Regions from separate parts of the Arabidopsis thaliana genome. Here region 2 is linked to region 1. A link is a contact called in public ChIA-PET data. All regions are on one chromosome and are shown on one strand. Each heading gives the region's core, a stretch centred on a gene start, on an enhancer-like site or on the middle of the called end of the contact. The rest is flanking DNA. Distances are from core to core; before and after follow the strand shown. Region 1 holds the start of AT5G35970 (P-loop containing nucleoside triphosphate hydrolases superfamily protein). Region 2 holds the start of CCB3 (cofactor assembly, complex C (B6F)).

What was found. ChIA-PET counts read pairs in DNA pulled down with a chosen protein or histone mark.
Region 2: a contact with region 1 is called in an H3K4me3 ChIA-PET map of shoot, with 13 read pairs. The contact joins the promoter of CCB3 here to the promoter of AT5G35970 in region 1.

The regions. Positions count from the first base shown.
Region 1 is chr5:14,121,495-14,125,556 of TAIR10.1, forward strand. AT5G35970 (P-loop containing nucleoside triphosphate hydrolases superfamily protein) reads right to left here and starts at 1,868. Exons shown (of 7, transcript NM_122988.5): 1 at 894-1,868; 2 at 503-811; 3 at 129-412. The coding sequence starts at 1,584.
Region 2 is chr5:14,197,214-14,201,275 of TAIR10.1, forward strand. CCB3 (cofactor assembly, complex C (B6F)) reads right to left here and starts at 2,218. Exons shown (of 1, transcript NM_123003.4): 1 at 1,373-2,218. The coding sequence starts at 1,990. The coding sequence ends at 1,466. It overlaps CYP716A1 (cytochrome P450, family 716, subfamily A, polypeptide 1), which reads left to right. Exons shown (of 4, transcript NM_123002.2): 3 at 1-11; 4 at 101-548. The coding sequence ends at 400.

The sequences.
Region 1 (4,062 bases), core at 618-3,117:
TAATGTAAACTATCAAATATAGTTGAGCAAACACTCGCAATAATGGGACTGACATGACAAGCATATTTAAGATGGAGGTTACTGTGATAAAACACTGCATCTTTAACCAATATGGAACAAAGATATACCTCGTAAGTAAGGGCATCGGCCAACCCATGAATACGATCAATTCTCACACTCTTTCCAAAGAGCTTGGAAAAAGTAGGATCTCCATGACGAGATTCTAGAGCCACACCAATGCTACACCCATCTTCTCCAAGGTTGTGAACAAAGCCCTGCGTACAGGCAGTTGCCCCAGCACCCCTACTGTCACAAACTCTTATGCAAACCATGTCACCAGGGGAAAGTGTAGTAGGAGGAAGACGGTGGTTTCCCCCAACCTTAAACAACACCAAGTGCATACCTCCGAGCCCTGCATATTGCTTACATATTACAACAAATTTCATCGAAAACTCAAAGAGAACAAGTTACAACAAAATGCATATCTGCCTATAAGTCTCACCTGTGGAGGTACTAACTGCATACAAATTGCAAATTGTATCACAAAGTTCCTGTGGAGCATCACCATGCCTAACCAAGAACTCAATCGGTTTTGAGGAATCAGAGCTCTCATCTGGAGTAGGAACAACATCTAGTTCTTCCTGTGTAACTTCCAGTTCTGTATCTCGTTCCACTTGAAGTAACTGCGACATCTGGCTGGTGAACTCATCAATCCTTTCCTGTATAGCCTTCACCTTCTCTGAGTCCATCCCCAAAACTCCTTGAACAGGCTTAGCTTGAGCAGCTTTGCGAGCAACCTCCCGATGCTGAGCTATACAACATCACACAAGGCAAAAAGTTCAACTTCAGCCAAACTATAAACCAATAAGAACTTAGACTCGAAGAATTCAAACCTGAATTTGCAATCTCCTTGAGCAGCTTCCAAGACTCAGACTCCTTCCAACTCTCCATTATATTCTTCCGCTCCAGGTCTTGAAGAACATCACGCAACTCTCTCTGGAAATGATCGAACAAGGTAGGATAATGAGTACAAGCCTTCAAACAAATGACTTCAGAACCTAATGGCATGGGAATAGCATTGAGATACGGTTGAGCTTGAATCACAAACGTCAAACCAGATCCGACGTTCTGCCTCAACTCCGAAAACTCCCCCTGAACCTCCGCAGTTGCAAAATCCGAAGCCATCGCTTTCATCGCCTGACTAATCCACTTCACTACGTTCCTCCCTAAATCTCTCCGCCCTAATGGATCACCATTTTGATTCAAAGCTCGAAGACTCAATTCTTTATCGTTCTTCGGTTCCTCAACAACACTTAAACTCTCAGATTCAGTATTATCGTTCCTCTTCTCAATTTTCTTAAACCTAAGTTTATCGGAAACGTTACTTTTCCTTCGTGGCTTCTTCTTAGTAACACTGGAGCCGCCATTAACGCCGCTGCAAAAGACCTTCCGCGTCGGGAAAACACGAACTCCGACAACACAAACGTAGTTTAACGGCGGTCGAGTGAACGTGAACGCCGCCGTCGCCGTAGTAGTCGACGGAATCCGAATACTTCTACACAAAAAACTTGAAGCTGCTTCCATCAGATTTTTCCCAGCGATTCAACACAAAAGGAAACTTCAGATTCCCGAGAAAACGCAAGCTAGAAAGTGGAATCTAGTGACATTTTCTGGGAATCAAAAGGAAAATATACAGAGAAATTGAAAGTCTCGTGTAACTTATTTATATATTGGAGAAAGGTTTTTTCAGATATTTGAGTTTGAGAGACGAATTTAAATCTAAGCCGCAAAATTAAACTTGAGGTTCTCAGAAATATTTTTATTTTTGTTTCATTTTTTGGTGAAACGAATTTTGTTTTTGAGACTTTATGTCACAAACATAGCACAGAGAGAGTCGTGATGAGAGATCGTAGTGGAGAGTTGTGATTGGCTAGTATTGATTCTTTGTGGGCAGGTGACGTGTTTAATTACTGTCCTATCCTTATATTTTTGTTTGTTGACTTATACCCCTGTATTTTTAGATTCTTCTTTGGAGACCCTTTAAGTTGGATTTTAGAATTGATCGAATGGATCGGTAGAATGCATCCAACTGATCTGTGGATTTTACAAGCTACATCATTCATATAGCACATTTGAAATACTACACGAAATTTTTTCGACCTTAATTTTGAACTAATTAAGATTATTTTTATTTAAAATCTCACAAAAATTTAGTTTAAAAAAAACAATCGTTCCATCATTCTCTATCTTCTATCTCCTCTAAAAAAACAGATCTATGAGTTTAGTTTTCGCCGTTTTTGCATTAAAGTCTTTTCATTGTCGATAGTTGGGTTGGTGGACGAAGATAAACGCTTTTCTTCTCCGATCATATGATGAGACGAGGTAGATGATGATATTTCTAAAGCAATAATGTTTATGCTCAAATGAATTTATTAAGAGAAATATAAACCGGAAATTAGATAGTTCATTAAGAGTTTATTATTCAAATAAACTTAAAAAGGAAAGATTACTTTGTTGTCACCAAAAACACAATAATTCCATTGATACTTTAATAAAGAGAAAGAGAGTTGTTTTGAGATAACTCTCAAAGTTACAATCAAAGTTCTCATTACATAACTATATATATATGTCTCGAAGTTACAATCAAAATTCTCATTACATGCATAACTATATATATAAGTTATTATCTTGCTAACCCTAGTTACATAGAACATTACATGGCTTTCGGATTACTCATAAGACTATATTTGGCTTCATATTAAACTTCTAATAGTAAATCTATAGTGAGTTGGCGATTTCTTAGCGACTTTGAATACTCATTTTTTTGTTTTTGGTTGATCGAAGACTCTTGTGAAACAATAAAATAGCTATTTTATAGCTCGGCGATTAATGTCTGATGCTTTCACTTGCGGCGAAAGTTGGATTTCAGATAATAAATTCACTTCGTGCAAAGAGGTATGTTTAAATTTAATATAATTGGTAAAACAAAAACAACTGAATCATGTTTGAGTTATAATCTTACAATCGTTACTTAATAGAAAGTAGTTGTTTACTGAAAAGCTTGTCTTCGTTTTAGTACTACAAATTAAATATAGGGGTGTGTGTAACCCACGGAATATTATTATAGTTTTTGAAAAACTGTTTTTCCAAAGATTATTGGTCCTATGTAGAATAATGGGTGAAGCAACATGTGGCAGAGAAGATCACTTGAGAAAGACAACTAAGCGTCTCCCGAAGAAAAGATCCTACTTGTTCATTTTTCCATCACTAAAGAAATTTCTTTTTTGGGTCAAAAAATAAAATTCTTACAAATAATATGTGGAGAAAGAAGTTTCTCATCATAAATTGTCAAGCAAAATAAGCAAATGGTCAAAATTGAGTTTGTTTATCGTCATAAAAATTATGCGAGAAAAGGATGTTGTGGATCAAAATCATCAAACTATTTTATTAGAAAATAATCAAACTTTAGAACACCCTAAAATGCTTGGTTTCATATTTGAAAGAATATTATATATATCTTTATATATCGAAATAAACTTTTTAATTACAAAAGGATCTCTTAAATTTGACCATTTTTCTAGTTAAACCCAAAAGAACCATATGTTTTCATTATTACCAATAAAACTTTTAAATTTTATGTTTTTGTTTTATCCTATTTTTAAAAAAATATTTAAACAGAAATATAAAATATAGTGATTAGAGCCAGGGATATCTCTCATGATATTATTCGAAATATCGTTGCTATGTAAATGAATTATGAAAACAAAATGATAAATTCTCTAGAACATGATGATATTGCATGTACATCAACAAATAGAGAGACTCTTTTAATCTCTAATTAATTTTGGATGAAAAAAACATATAACCAACATTAAAGTATAAACTATACAATTAGACCCAAATTAAAGATAAAAAAAAAATCAACTCATATGTCCATCTAAACCTATATTTACAGATACAACATATATACTAGTCAAATCTCCAACATTAAAATTTATCTTCAACGGTTATTATTATAAGAGGTTGACCTCTGTAATTTTAGAGAATACGTTTTCATAATTA
Region 2 (4,062 bases), core at 968-3,467, 76 kb after region 1:
AAGGATGGAAGGTAAGGCTACTCCAAAATCCTTAAGACAGTTTGACATACATATCAAGCTCATGCACAAAATCATATATATGTTTTGATCATAAACATAGTTATATTGGAGTGCCACCGCGACACATATGAATCCAGACTACTTCCCAGAACCAGAGAGATTTGAGCCAAACCGTTTCGAAGGAAGTGGTCCGAAGCCTTATACCTATGTTCCATTTGGAGGAGGACCAAGAATGTGTCCAGGGAAAGAGTATGCTCGTCTAGAGATTCTTATATTCATGCACAATCTTGTTAATAGATTTAAGTGGGAAAAAGTGTTTCCAAATGAAAATAAAATAGTTGTTGATCCCTTACCAATACCAGACAAAGGTCTCCCTATAAGAATTTTTCCTCAATCTTGAGTCTAGTTTGAAACTTGATATGGATCACTAGTTGGTGCTACGTTAGTCCAATATCCTAGTGTATTGGTCTCAAGTCTTCATTGTATTTGTTGATTCATGGATAATAATAATAAAAAATCCGCTCACTTTCTTCGCAAACTAGAATCTCTTCTTATCGATATAACATAGCTTGTCTTGATAACACCAAGACTACAAGGTCTTGGAGGGATAAATAAGTTTACATATTGGGTTGTATATTTTGTGGGACAATTGTACACATTAGTGTTATCTTTTAGTTTTCGATGCAATTTTCTTCATACGGTGTCCGTTCGCTAGATGAATAGCTCTTCAAAGTCGCAACTGGGGTTCTTCTATTTTCTTACAAATAACTTTGTCATCAATATATAGCTTTGAAGAATCTCGACTCGATTATAATTAGTCTGTTCGTTTCATCACCGCAGGCGGCAGCGGCGGTAGCAAACTCTACCGCTGCCATTGCCGCAGGTGCATATGTTCGTTTCGTCGCCGCTGCCGCAAGTGAAATCGAAGAAGACGATTCAAACAGAGAACTTCAAAAGCTCTTAAGGGTCAAGAAGAGAACTTCAAAAACTAAACCCATTACTTCAAAATCACCAAGCTTACTTTGTTATCCCATCTCTTCTTCAGATCGAAATCGCGTTAAAGAGAGAAGAGTAAGGTTTTAGATGGTGATGTGTATTAGGTTCTCTTGTGATTTCCTAAATGTGTTAAGGGTATTTATGTCATTTTAATTTTATTATTAATCACAGGTTTTGGATAAGCGGATGCTGGATTTAATCGGCGATTAAAATTATTCACCGCAAAATGCTGTGTTTGCCGCCGCGTCTTACCGCAAGTACTGGCGGCAACAAAACGAACAATTTCATATGCGTCTGCCGCAGCCGCAACTACCTGCGGCGACGAAACGAACAGCCTAGACATGAATAGTGATCGGTATGACGCAAGAAGAATGTTAGAGCCAAACAATCATATTTGCGAGTAATGTAGGAACATTGTATGCTACAAGGAGACTTCTCTATAATGAGAACAAAATGATTCAATTCTTAGCTAATTAACTTGTTGTTGAGAAACAAGAACAAGAAGTCCTTGAGGACCAACCAAAATCTCACTAAGGAAACTCACAAGCCCAAACCAAACCACAGGAGTAACATCAACACCTGCAAGTGGTGGAATCACTTTCCTTGTCTGAACAAGGATTGGTTCTGTCGGAGCGTAAGCTAAAACGTACGGAAACTTGTCAACGGGAAGTTTCGGGTACCAAGACATAACGATTCTCAAAATGAATAGAAATCCAAAAGCTGATAAAGCTGGACCTAAGATACCAATAGCGAGCTTCGCTGTTCCTGGATCTAAATCTGCTAGAGAAATGTTACGCAACGATTCCGAAATGGAATTCGTCTGTCGAATGAGATTTGTTGTTGTGGCTGCTTCTTCTATGTGGCTTAATGTTGCTGAAACTATGGGAAGAGACGTGGATCGATTGCGGAAATTTGGAGAGGATCGTCGTGATTTCTTCTGAAAAATCATCAATGCCGGCGAGAAAGAGACGAAGCTGGTGGTCACTGTCGTCATCACAATCTCTCTGCTCTGTTTTTTGTGAACCAAAATATCGTGAACTCTGTGATCGATTCCAGTGTAAGGTTGAGAATCTTTGGTTCTGGAGATAATGCGGATGTGCTGACGTGGAATACGAAAATGGGTACAACCCGAAATACTTGGGTTAATTTGAATTTTATGGTTACAACTACAACCCCACACAAACTGGGATATTTTTTTTCACTACTTAATGTGATATATGTGCATATGTTTTTGCGAATAAATTAAGAAATTATTTAATTTTTATTTTTTCGATAAAAACATAATTTATTATTTATTTATTTTTGGACAAAAATGTATTATTAACTTTGTTAGTGGTGAGAAAAATATAGACATGACCAAAACTTAACTATAACCGTATAAAATTGTTAAAAATCGTAATTGTTAACCGTAAAATAAAATAGTTACGGTTTAAAAAATATTTTCCTCGTAACCATTAATTAACTGTAAATGTACCAAAACAGTAGTTAACCGTACGTTAACTGCACGATTAACTGTATGGTTAAAACCTTAAAAAGATACAATTTTGACTATTAGTTTTTGTAAGGGAAAAATGTCGTTTTATACGCGAACTTTTAAAAATGGCCATTTAATACGTGAATTTTTTGTAAGGCCAAATAAAACATGATAAAAACGTTGACTGGCCATTTCACACAAATGTTATCGTTGACCAGGCCAAAATCTCCACGACGTTATCTTGCATTAACGGACCCGATAATTCCGTTAGCACACGTTAACTAGATCCGTTAATATCCAAAACGACGTCGTTTCATTGCAATCGAAATATCAAAAATCCCAAATCAAAAGCCAAATCCCTAATTCCTATTTGGCCAAACTACAGGTCCAAAATTTTGAAGCAGAAAATATAAGATTCATAGCCAGAGAAATCATGATTTTAAGAAGATTAGATCATCCCAACATTCTAAAACTGAAGGGATTATCGCATCAGAAATTCAAACAACATGTACTTTGTGTTTGATTACATGGAGCACGATCTCGAAGGCTTATGTTTATCTCCCGACATCACATTCACGGAGGCACATGCAAGAGAGATACACACACACACAAAACCATAACCTCTCCTGCAAGTGACTACATTTCTTTATTCTGACAAACCTTAATTTTGTTTTCAAATCAAATGTTATGAAGCAACTGTTATGGGGAGTAGAACATTGTCATACCCGGGATTATGCACAGAGACATTAAAGACGCAAACGTTCAGGTGAATAACAAAGGAGTTTTAAAATTAGCTGATTTCGGATTAGCCAACACTGTAACACCAAGAAAAAAGAATCAATTGACGAGTCGGGTCATGACATTATGGATTTAGTTTTTGAATTTTGGGGATTTCTAAATTGATTTGGGATTTTTGATATTTCGATTTCAATGACACGACGTCGTTTTGGATATTAACGGATCTAGTTAACGTGTGCTAACGAAATTATCGGGTCCGTCAATGCAAGATAACGTTGTGGGGATTTTGGCCTGGTCAACGATAACATTTGTGTGAAATGGCCAGTCAACGTTTTTATCATGTTTTATTTGACTTTACACAAAGTTCACGTATTAAATGGCCACTTTTTGAAAGCTCGCGTATAAAACAACATTTTTCCCCTTTTTGTAATGCAAAGATAAATATTGAATATTCGGATACAGATTTTTTAAAAAGTAAATAATATCGCATATAAAAAATTCTACTATATACTTTTCATCTTATTAAAAACAACAAAAAAAGTCGGATGATACGTAAGATTTTGCCAACAGTATTAAATGCATTGTAATCATCAAATAAGTCATAAGCTTATTTTAATCGTAATTGTAGTCATGCCTAGGAAAATAGTTAAAATCCTAAGAGTGATAAGATCGTAACCATGATAAACCAGGAAAGACTTGGTCAAGGAGAAAAGAAGAAACAAACCTTTAGTGTATCCCTCAGTTTTAAGGAGATCAATCTCCACGTTTACATTTTCCCAATTTGTGGATTATGTTCCTTGTTTCTAGGATTGGTGATCGATCCACTTTGCTTCATTTGTGTATAAAGACATGAA